Regions from separate parts of the Sus scrofa genome. Here regions 2 and 3 are each linked to region 1. A link is a contact called in public HiChIP or PLAC-seq and promoter capture Hi-C data. All regions are on one chromosome and are shown on one strand. Each heading gives the region's core, a stretch centred on a gene start, on an enhancer-like site or on the middle of the called end of the contact. The rest is flanking DNA. Distances are from core to core; before and after follow the strand shown. Region 1 holds the start of FXYD7 (FXYD domain-containing ion transport regulator 7). Region 2 holds the start of LOC102159288 (basic proline-rich protein-like). Region 3 holds the start of LSR (lipolysis-stimulated lipoprotein receptor).

The links. Promoter capture Hi-C pulls out the DNA fragments that hold promoters and counts their contacts. HiChIP or PLAC-seq counts read pairs in DNA pulled down with a chosen protein or histone mark.
Region 2: a contact with region 1 is called in an H3K27ac HiChIP or PLAC-seq map of skeletal muscle. The contact joins the promoter of LOC102159288 here to the promoter of FXYD7 in region 1. A contact is called at or near these places in 3 of 47 Hi-C or Micro-C datasets (heart right ventricle, liver and skeletal muscle) and 2 of 2 datasets of contacts at active chromatin or transcription factors (alveolar macrophages and skeletal muscle).
Region 3: a promoter capture Hi-C map of liver shows a contact between it and region 1, with 10 times the contacts expected there. The contact joins the promoter of LSR here to the promoter of FXYD7 in region 1. A contact is called at or near these places in 1 of 5 promoter capture datasets (liver), 2 of 47 Hi-C or Micro-C datasets (epiblast stem cells and liver) and 1 of 2 datasets of contacts at active chromatin or transcription factors (skeletal muscle).

The regions. Positions count from the first base shown.
Region 1 is chr6:44,666,825-44,670,445 of Sscrofa11.1, reverse strand. It overlaps FXYD7 (FXYD domain-containing ion transport regulator 7), which reads right to left and starts at 1,855. Exons shown (of 12, transcript XM_021097203.1): 1 at 1,799-1,855; 2 at 1,342-1,406; 3 at 808-840; 4 at 1-234. The coding sequence starts at 132.
Region 2 is chr6:44,572,337-44,575,957 of Sscrofa11.1, reverse strand. LOC102159288 (basic proline-rich protein-like) reads left to right here and starts at 1,906. Exons shown (of 4, transcript XR_001309060.2): 1 at 1,906-2,268; 2 at 2,863-3,189. GRAMD1A (GRAM domain-containing protein 1A) reads right to left here and starts at 2,069. Exons shown (of 23, transcript XM_005664473.3): 1 at 1,903-2,069. The coding sequence starts at 1,910.
Region 3 is chr6:44,757,230-44,760,850 of Sscrofa11.1, reverse strand. It overlaps LSR (lipolysis-stimulated lipoprotein receptor), which reads right to left and starts at 1,760. Exons shown (of 11, transcript XM_021097147.1): 1 at 1,329-1,760; 2 at 1-134. The coding sequence starts at 1,437. It overlaps FAM187B (protein FAM187B), which reads left to right and starts at 1,388. Exons shown (of 4, transcript XR_002345316.1): 1 at 1,388-1,478; 2 at 1,592-1,719.

The DNA.
Region 1 (3,621 bases), core at 606-3,105:
CGAGACAGAGACGGGCCCAGGGCAGAACAGGTGCAGGGCAGAAACAAGGGCGGGGCCAAGGGCTGGGATAGAGGCGGGGTTGGAGGCGGGGCGGGGACAGGGCGGGGCTGGAGCAGACACGCGCAGAAGCATGGCTGGAGGCAGTGTGGGGGTACCCACTCAAGACGATGAGTATGCCCAGGATGAAGAGGATTCCGGCGATGATGAGGCCTCCGATCCGAAGGGATTGGTAGTCTGTGGACAGCAGGGAGGACGGTGAATGCAGGGAGGGGAGGAGGAAAGCCAGGAGAGGAGCAGAATAGGGAGGAAGGGGCCAGGAGGAAGGATCCGGGAAGAGGAGAAAGGAGATCAATAAGAGGAGGAGGGAGAGACGAGAGACAGGAGATGGGAAGAAAAGAGGATGTAAAGAAAAAGGAGAAGAGGAGGTGGGCAGGGCAAGGAGGAGGGAGGAAAACAAGGGAGATGGGGAGGGTGATGGAAAGGATGAGGGGGGCAGGAAGAGGAGAAAGCCAGGAGGAAGTGGAGGCTGGGCCATGGGATACTGAGAGGGGAAAGGAGAAAGAGAATAGAGAGACAGAGAGACAGGGACTCACTGAGAGACAGAGAGAAACAGCCAAAGAGATCAAGATAGAGCCAGATCATGAGAAAGAGAGAGAATGAGAATGACAGAGGGATAAACACTGAGAGTCTAGAGACAGGTGGAGACAGAAACAGAGAGAGATGGGGGAGGAGAGGACAGGCTAACTCAGCCCAGCCCCCCACCCCCACCAGCCAGCTCCCCAAGAAAGAGGCCCCTCCCTCCCTCACCATAGGTGAATGGGTCGTGTTCCTGTGGAGCTTCTGGAAAGAGAGAAAGACATCAGAGGTGGATGCTCCCTGGGATCCTGGACAGGGAGGGGCGTAACGAGGTCCTTTTGGGGGTTCGCATTTCTGGGCTGAGAGTCTGGGGACTGTTGGACTCTGAGCAGGCCGCGCCCCCCCCACCCCCACCCCCGGCTCTGGGTCTCAGCCACCCCTCTGCACTGTCCTGGGCAGGCAGGGCAGGGCAGGGCCATGTAACTGCCTCAGCTCCCATCTCATTACAGGTTGTCCATCGACTGACTCCATCGTTCACGGAAGCCCGCCTCCATCCCACCCTCCATTTTTGCCTGACCTGGGGCATCTTCTCCCCTCCCCCACACACCAGCCTGTGACTGGACCCCATGTGAGACCCCCAATTTCCTGGCTCCCAACGGACTTAGAGTAGACCGAGTCTCCAACTTAGTTCTCTCGCAGGCTTTCCCCCTACGCTTGCCACCCTTGGGGCTGAGGTGAGTGGTGGGCTGCCTCCCGCAGACTCACCTGCGTTGACCACGGTGAGGATCCCGACCCAGAGAACCAAGATGTGGCTGAGAGATGCCATTGTCCTGGGGAGCACCAAGGGTCAGGAAGTGTGTACCCTTGTTCCCCTACCACTGGGGCCTGAACCCAAGGGGTTAAGATACAGTCCAGAGACTTAATTCCAAAAGCATCCATCTAGCTTGGTCGCCCTGGGAAACAAGGCACCCCCTGCTTCACCAGGACACAGTCTCACCCAAACATCCCACCCAATGGGGGGGGTCATATGGCAGCAAGGACAAGGACCAGGCAGGGGGGACACACAAAATCCACAGGGACCTCCCGAAGGCCCGGGCTTCCCCCACAGCAGGCCCCAGATTCCCCACACCTACTCCGGTGGTGGAGGTGCCTCACCCCACCCTGGCAGAGAGACGGCCAGCCTGCCAGAGCCCAGACAGCCAGGACACACCCAAGGACCCACCTGCTTGCACAAAACTGCCTCGCTGTGTCTGAAAGATCCCAGCTCTCCTGCCCTCGGCCACTGGCCCACTCTCTGCCTGACCCTGGGTATAAATATCTCCCACTTCACCCTGGAGGAATTTGCCTCGCACAGGCCACCATGGCAACAGCTTTCCTACCCCCCCTCCTGCCTCGGGGGTCATTGCCGGGGTGAGGCCTGGCTGCCACAACGCCACAGGCTGCCCCCGTGGGAAAGGCCACCTCTTCTCCTCTCCTGGAAGTGAGGAGAACGGGGAAAAAAATCCCCTTTGCCTGTCTCTGGGTGACATCTTTCAACAGTGGACAACACCAGGCGAGTGACAGGAGGCCCAGGCCAGCAGGGCTGAGAGACCCAAGGCAGATGCCTGGGGCCGGGGCGCACTCACGCATACATGCACGCGCGCACAGTGGGGCTGGAGTGGAGACAACACCCACTCCCCAAACTTCTGGTTGGAGCAGGACTCAGGGTGGAGCCACAGGCACACAGTACTCCTCATCTGGGCCTCCCGGGGCCCCCAAACAAGGACGCAGCCCGAGCTACACACGTGAGTGTCCAAACCGCACACCCAGCCAGGGTGCACACGCAGCCACAGGCGAAAGGAGGAGCTGCACCCACACTCCCACCCCTGGGGGAGCCCCAACGACCCAAACACACACCCTTCCTCTTGGGTCTGGCCTGCCTGGGCGCCACTTCTGCTCCCAAAATAGGCTCCCGGCCAGGCCAGGGGTGAGGCCTGGAGGGGAGGGGGGGACGCTCACCCCAGTCAGGCTGTCCCCTGCTGGAAGAAGGCCCCCAAACGGCCGGCTGGACCCCCTGGCCCTGAGCTGGACGCGCCGCCCTCAGCGGTGTCCCCTCCCAGCCCCACCCCACCCCTCCCCTCCCCAGCCAGCAGCTGTAACTGGAGCCGGGCTGGAGGGGGGCCAGGGGGCGGCCCCCAGCCCAGACCGCCCTGGCCCGCTAGGTTAACTCTCTCAGCTCAGACGGAGGAACGGAGGAACGGAGCGGCAGCCGCCCGCCTTGGGGCAAAGCTGGGGAAAGGAGGTGCCTGCGGGGAGGGCTGGACTGCAGGCGCACGCACACACACTCGCACACACACTCACACACACGCTCACACCAGTCTGAGCACACCTCAGAGAGCTTAGGAGCTGGGGAGGGAGGGTGCACGTCAATGATTTTCTGCACTGTTCCCTGGAGACGGGCCCAGCCAGGGCTTAAGGTCGCCCAGCCCGAGAGCCTAGGAGTCCACCGACCCCTGATCCCAGGGTTCTGCGGACCCTTGTCAGCAGCACAAGGCCGTTCAGAGGGGCATTTCAGTGTGGGCATTTGTTGTCTGCTGCTGACTGTGAAGGCCCCGGAGTTGTATGCCACACACACACACACACACACACACACAGAAACCCAAAGACCCAGAAACACAGGCGCAAAACATGACAGATACATGTATGCACATACGTACAAACTCAGAATAACCCCCCCATAGAGAAATCCAAAGACACACATATACCAGCAATTCTTATACCTGTCACAAAACACCAGGATAAACGCATTTGTGTACACACACAACACTCACATATTCATTCAGCTGGATGCCTGTACAGAAACACGATCAAAGACACAGCCACATAACTGTCCACTCTTAGAAAGAGTCACAAAGATACATACCCTCGTGAGGACAATACTAACATCTATACAGAAACCGACACACACACACACTACACTTAAATACATTCAAAGGCATAGACACAGCCAGCACTGTTGCACAATCTCAGCCAAGTAAAGACACACAGACTGTATATTATTTTTCC
Region 2 (3,621 bases), core at 657-3,156, 95 kb after region 1:
ACCCACACACACCTGCAGGGCTACAAGTGTGCTACAGCCACCCACAAAGTCCCAGAAGTCACACACACACACACACACACAAACACGCGCACGCGTGCGCGCGCAGCTGCAAAGGATCCCGGGAACAGAAATCCAGGGAAAGTCCCAGGTAAGTTACATTCACACATACAGACACAAGAAAGTCGCAGACAACTGAAGGCACGTGACATTCCTAGAGTCACCGAGAGAGCCACGCAGGGAAAGAAAAGGACAGAGGACCCCGGCTAACCTGTGCACAAGCCAGGGAAATTAAGTCTAGGGTCAGCTCAGCTCTCATGGTGTTCCCCCATACGGGGGGGGGGAAGAGGAGCAAAGGCCTGCCCTTCCGTGGCGAGGGGTGGACATATCAGCTTCTGTCGCCCTGATACTCAGTCATGAAGGACTCAGGAATAATGCAGCTCCAGGAGGCTGTGGACACACCTCAACAATGCAAGGACCAGGTATTGAAATCACGTGCGGAACATGCTTTATAAACCATAACACGGGAGCAATGTCACTTATTATTGCTCCAAAGAGTCAAGGGTACACCCAAGGTCTCAGCAGGGAGGGTCCCAAGCCCACTAAGAGCCACAAGGGGTCTCTCTCTCTCTTACTTTGCACACACACAAAGCCCCAGAGGGTACCAGCTGCTCACATGGAAGCCCAGGCACACTCAACAATGTCACAAAGGGACACAGACAGGAACATTCACACAAAGATAGAATCAGAAGCAGATTATAGGCACAGCCCCAGGGGTTTCAATCATACCCACCAAGTCCTGGATGCACAAAGACACACACAAGTGACTTGGGTTTGCACACAGAGCTAATAGATGCAGAGGTAAATTACAGGCACACACAGAGCAGAGGGTCACAGCAGCAAACGCAGCCCCAGACACGTATGCACACATACACTATAAAGTCACAACTGAACACACAGGCAACTTACAGTGAGTGACACGTGGAACCACAGATGGAATCTGAGATAAATTCACACATTCACACATGCACACACGGCCAAGAAGGATCACAACCATCCTCACACTAGGAGACTTAGACATATGTTCACACATTCCAAAGTCACAATCAGACACGCATAGGTCTGACCAGATGAGCTACACTGCACACGGACATACAACCACAGGTCACAGCCACGCGGAGCCCCAGACACACACCATAGTCACAATCAGACACACACAGGGAGCTTACAGGAACACATGGAGCCACAATGGAATTGGAACTAAATCACACACAGAGCTAAAGAGGATCACAGCTGCCTGCTCGCTAGGACCTCAGATGGCATCCACACTTCCAAGACACCTACAACTGAAAACACTCTGGGCCCAGACAAGTAGGTCAATTCCCTACCCACGACCCCAGAGAATCTCAGGCACCAGGTCTGTGGCCACGCAGAAGGCCCCTCCCCAGCAGCTCCGAGACTCGCGACAGACAAGGATGGCCGGAGGGGGCCCAGACCCAGAGAGGCTGCCCCTGGGCCTGCCCGGCCTCCGGAGCCTGGAAGCCGGGGCCGGCGGGGACTTGTCTCTGCCCTGCCTCCACCGCAGGCCCGACGACCGGTCGGCCTCGCGCCCACCTCTCGCCTCCCAGGCAGGGACGAAGCAGGGCTGGGGGCGCTTCCCGCAGGCCGCACTCCCGGCAGGAAGAGACTTGGATCCCCGGTCCCAGCCCCGCCAGCCGGCGCATCGCGCCCGGGCAGTGACGTGCCGGCCTCCCAGCGGTCAGCGGCCGGCCCCCGAGCACACCCCTGCCCACCCCCTAAGCCTCCCTCCCCACGGCCGGCAGCGGTGCACAACTCCCGGACATCGGCTGCGGCCCCCCCACCCCGCCCAGCCCCCGCACCTCCCCCCCCCCCGGCGGTCCTTACTCGAACATGGATGCGGCGCGGCGGGCGCCCAGCCGCAGGGCAGGGCCGGGCCCGGCGGAGCGGGACTGGGCTGCGCTGGGCGTCCCCGCGGGGCAGGCGCCTCGCCCTGGTCGGCCGCCGCCCCCACCCGACCCGCGACCCGCGACCCGCCGCCCGCAGCCCCGCACAAAAGACCGGGGCCGCCGGAGGCCGCCGCAGCGTCAGCTCCCCCTTCCTCCCCGCCCCGTCGCGTCACCGCGCCGCCCCCCGCCCGCCCGCGGGAGGGAGGGGAGGGACCGGCCGAGGCGGGGAGGGGCGGCGGGGCCTAGCCGGAGAGTCCGGTACCGGGAGGGAGGAAGGGACCGAAGGGAGGCGGGAGAGCAGGAGGTGAGAGCCAGAGGGACACAGCCGGGGTTGGAGAGGTGGCCGAGGCGACGGAGGGACGGCAGGGACAGAGCGAGGCCCCCAGGGAGAGGGAGGCAGGAGGAGGATCAGAGATGGAGGGACCGGGCGCTGGGGCAGGAAGAGACACACATTGAGAGGGGAGGCTGGGATGCCAGAGACCCGGAGAGAACAAGAGAGAGGAAGAGAAAAAGAGAGACAGCGGATCTAAGGAGAGAGATGAGAAATGGACCCGGGGCGGAGGGGCACAAGGCGGGGGCGCAGAAAGAGGACAACACAGACTTAATTAAAACAAAACATCGCCATGGCAGCTAGCTGTCCGCCCAGGCCCTTCCCGCTCCCCTGGTACCCGGAAAAGGGTCCTCTGGCCCCTGTTGAGACTGGCTGGGCGCTCTCGGCATCCCCACCCCCCACCCCGGGGGGAACCTGAGAGGTGGGGCGGAGCTGGGGGTGGGATGGAGATTGGGGAAACGGAGGTGTTGGGGCTGTGGGTACCTGGGGAACCGCAGCTGGCGGGAAGTGGGCGGGACCCTAAGACGCCTCCCTCTCCTCATCTCTGAGGCCCTGCTGTCCTCTCAGGGAGGCCCAGCGCCTCGATCTCTGGGGACCCCCTCTTGGGCCCAGCCTAAGTTAAAATCCAGCCTTCCTGGCCCTTATCTGTGCTGTGACGTCGGGCAAGTCCTGCAAATCCCACTAACTCTGTGGTCAGAGCTCTCCCACCTGACAGTGGGGGTCAGGGGCAGCCCTGTTACAGAAAAGGAAGCCGGGCCTCAAAGCTGGGAAGTAACTCACCACTGAGGTCACGTTGCTGGACGTCAAATGGACGCAACCCTCCTTTGATGCCATGAGCTGCGCCTGTCTGGCAGTGGCCGCCTGAGTCTGCAGTGTCCTGGACTCCTTGTGCCTGTGAGTGAGTCCTGCCCCACAGCTCCTGAGCACAGGTGCCCCTGCATGGAGCCTTCTCACCACCCCTCTCCAGACAGGCTGTTCCTGCCTCTTGGAAAACCTCCATTCCCACAGCTCTCCCACCCTTACACCCCCTCCCTTCCCCCCAAACCCACCAGCTTCTCCTTTTTGGTGGACAGCAGGCCCCAAACTTCAGCTCTTCTTGACCTTCTCTTTCCCTCACACCCACATCCAGTCTCTCAGAAACCCAGTGGGCTGAGCCCACAAAATCTATGCAGAATGGAAGCCCTCCTCCCCCATCGCCCCCAGCCTGGCCCAGCCTCCATCCCCTCCTGGACCATCACACTGCCTCCTCCCTGGTCTCCCTGCTTCAGTCCAGGCCTCCTACAGTCTGCTTCCCACACACAGCCCCAGGGAGTCCGTGAAATGGTG
Region 3 (3,621 bases), core at 511-3,010, 90 kb before region 1:
CTTGTACTTCCAGATCACGATGGGTGCCGTGGGGGTCGTGGTCGACTGGTAGGTGCAGGGCAGGGTCACGGGTTGGAAGAGGATCACCACGTGGTAGGGGTTGGACACCGTGACCTGGATGGCGCTGGCAGGGGCTGAGGACAAGAAGGGAGTCAGCAAGGCACCGCTGTGAGCCCAAGGAAATTCTGCAGCATGAAGGAGCACCATCACTTGTCACCAGCCTGACATTTACCAGTTTTACACAGCGCCTGGCACACATTGTTCCTTAATCCCCAGGACCGGTGAGCGAGCTCCAATAATTATGCCTATTTTATAAACCCAGGGGGCTGAAGCGGCCAGTGCAAGGTCACTTAGCCAGATTCCTTGGGACTTTCTGTCCATCCCTCTTCCCAGAGTGTGGCCTCTCAACTGCCCTGGCCCCTTCCTCCCTTGGCCATTCTCTCATGGAAAGGGCCTCTCTGTGGCCTGTACAGGCAAGCCCAAATGGCCCCCTACAAAGCCCAGTACTCAAGGCACCCCCTTCAAAAACACCCACCAAGCTTCCAAGTTAATTCAGGTTTTCTGAATGTGGGGGGTGGTGGGCATTTCAGAGCTGTTTGAACTGCTTTGCCACACGGTCGCTACAGCTCCCATAACGTCTCCAGCAGCCTCCCACCGCGCCCTACCCAAAGCCATCCCAAGTGAGTACACCAAAAGAGCCTGCCGAAAGGTAAAAGTCCTCCTGGTACCCCCATCCAAACAAACATCAGATCCAGGTGAAAGCTTGCCAGCTGACGATGGTTTCCAACCAAGTCCGTAGGTCCACTCCGCCAGACCCTTACCACACGGATACTTCGGAGCCCGCGGGACTCGGGTTGCGTTGGGGGGTGGGGAATTTCCAATACCGCACCCATCCGAGGCCTGGGCACTGTTTCTTGATCTCTCCCTCTAGGAATCGTCTGATCCAGCCTTCGAGTGTCCCCTCCCCATTACCCCACCACCTAGAAGTCTCGGCGTGTTACCAAGTCCTCATCCCAGTGATCGGGCGGTCCCTCTCCCCTACCCCACAAAGGGTCCCATTCTCCCTGCCGCTCCCGGGTTCGCCGTCCAGGGAGTTTCACTTCCTGCTATCTATGAGCAAGGGCGGGGGAGCGCTCTCAGGCATGAATAGAGAATTCCTCTCACTCTGGCACACAAGAAATCTCCAGAGACCTTGGGCACCAGGAGGTCTTAGTCTCCGTGTTCGCCCTCCCCCAGTCCTGCCTCCTGGGCGGTGTAGAACTCCATCCATCGCCCTTCTATAGCGCCCGCCCGCCGTTCCGCGGCAGCAGGGGACCCGCTCTCCGTACCTGTGCACAAGGTGCTGAGGAAAAGCCACACGAAGACGACCGCACCCCGGCCCGGGGTGGCCGAATGGGAGCCCAAAACCCCGCCGCGACGGCGGGCCGAAGGCGCCATCGCTGTGGTCTGGGCGCGTCCCGCCCGCGCTCCCGCTCCAGGTACCGAGAGGGTAGGGGGCGCGGCGCGCACCAAGGTTGGGAGGGGTGCCTGCTCCTCCCCTTCCCGCTTCCGTTTCTTGTCCCTATTCCAAGCCTACACTACCCTGTTCTAGGATTTTAACGAAAGGAAACACCGTGGACGAAAAGCACGCCTCCCGCTTTCTAGAAGAAACTTGCTTGACCCACTGTGGATCTCCGAGCCACTCCACCCCCCATGGCTCTGGGGAATGGATCGACCCAGGTACACAGGGTGAGAACCGAGGGCTGGGCTAATGGGGTGGGCGGCGAGGAGGGGCTCCTCCACCTCCCTCCCCGGAAGTGGGCTGACCCAGGTGCGCTCCAGCCCCCGAGGGTCGGGACCAAGTGACCAGCCCGCCGGGAGGGCGCCTGCAGACCAGGGTTCCCGTCTGGCCCCCTCCTGCTCGGGTCACACCGAGCGGAGCGTGAATCAGGCGAACCGAGACTCAATTGGGGTGATTCACCTGTTGAGGGAGGCGGGCCCCGCCGCGCACCTGTTCCCTCTCTGCCCACACCCCTCTCCTCGGCTGGCGATGGACCCGCCTAGGTCCACCCTGCGGGGAGGGGCGAGTCTGCGTGAGCTTTGGGCTGGAAAAGGCTAGTTCCTAGCGCCTGCCTTTTCCGCTAGCCCTGGGGGTTCCTCTCTTCTAGGTGGACGGAGGCGCTGCCGGACTGCCTTCCTCTTAGATAATATAAAGGAGCAAGCGAAGTTCTCGGAAAGGAAGCCTGCTCTCCCTTCCCCCGTTTTAGGGACGTCCGAAGGGAATCCAGCCTAGGGAAAGTTGGAATTCTACTTTGGAAATTTTCTCCGCCACCCTCCCCCCGATTCTTAACTCTTGGTTTGGCCCCGGGGCTTACCTCGCCCCAGGCCTGGCCTCCGGAAACTATGGCTCTTAAAGGGGCCGAGCGGAGGCGCGAGACTAGGGACGGGTTTCTGCCTAAGGATTCCTAGGGACGGGCCACCTGCGCCCAGGGCGGGGCAGGAGCGAGGCATGGCACCCGGAACCTGGGGCGCTCGGCGCGGCTCTGCTGCCTCCCGATGGTGGCTAGGGGAAGCGCGCCCTGGGGAACACAGCTGCTGAAGCGACTCCTTGGAGCTCGCAAACTGGTTCCTTGCTGGCGGGCTAGGTACCCAGGGATGTTTTGTTTGACCACATCCTGTTAAAATCCAAGTTGGATCACGACCCTCTGCTCAAAACCTTACCGTGTCTCCCCCTCCTAGCAGAAATTGACATAGAGTGGCCTGATTCCTTCCTGCTTCACCCCTCTCCGGCCAGCTCACCCAACTAGAGACACATTGGCCTCTTCAGCTTTCAAAATGTGCCTCCTACCCTCCCACTTCAGGCCCGTTGCCCCCACCATTGCCGCGGGGGTCGCCTCCACCTCCTTTAGAGCTTTTCTTAAAGGATCGCCTTTGCGGTGACACCTTCCCTGACCACTTTGTATAAAACTTCAATCGGGTTGCATCCCTCCCTCACTTCTCTTTGGTCTTTTATTGTGGTAAACAATATGTACCATAATTGTAATCATTTTAGCATTTGTAACGGTACGATTCCGTAGCATTAATGACGTTCGCATTGTTGTGTACTCATCATTACTGTTTATAATCTCTTTCATCATCCCCGAGGTAAACGCTGTACCAATTTAACAATTACTTCGCTCTGCCTTCAGCCCCTGGAAACCTCTGTTCTACTTTCTTTATCAAATTGCCTATTCTGGGTACTTCATGTAAGCAGAGATCCCAGAATTTTTTTTTTTTTTTTTTTTTTTTGCTTTTTAGGGCTGCACCCGCCGCACATGGAAGTTCCCAGCCAGATAGGAGCTACAGCTGCTGGCCTCCGCCACAGCCATGTGGGATCTGAGTCACGTCTGTGACCTACACCACAGCTCACGGCAACACCAGATCCTTAACCCACTGAGCGAGGCCAGAGATGGAACATGCATCCTCACGGATCCTATTTGGGTTCGTTAACTGCTGAGCCACAAAGGGAACTCTGAGATCCCAGAATTCTTCTGTTATACAGCATAACCTGACTTATCCCTATTAATGCATCCCCCACTAGAATGTAAGCTCCAGGAGATCAGGGACTTAACCTGGATCCTTAGGGCCTGGTAGAAAGTGAGT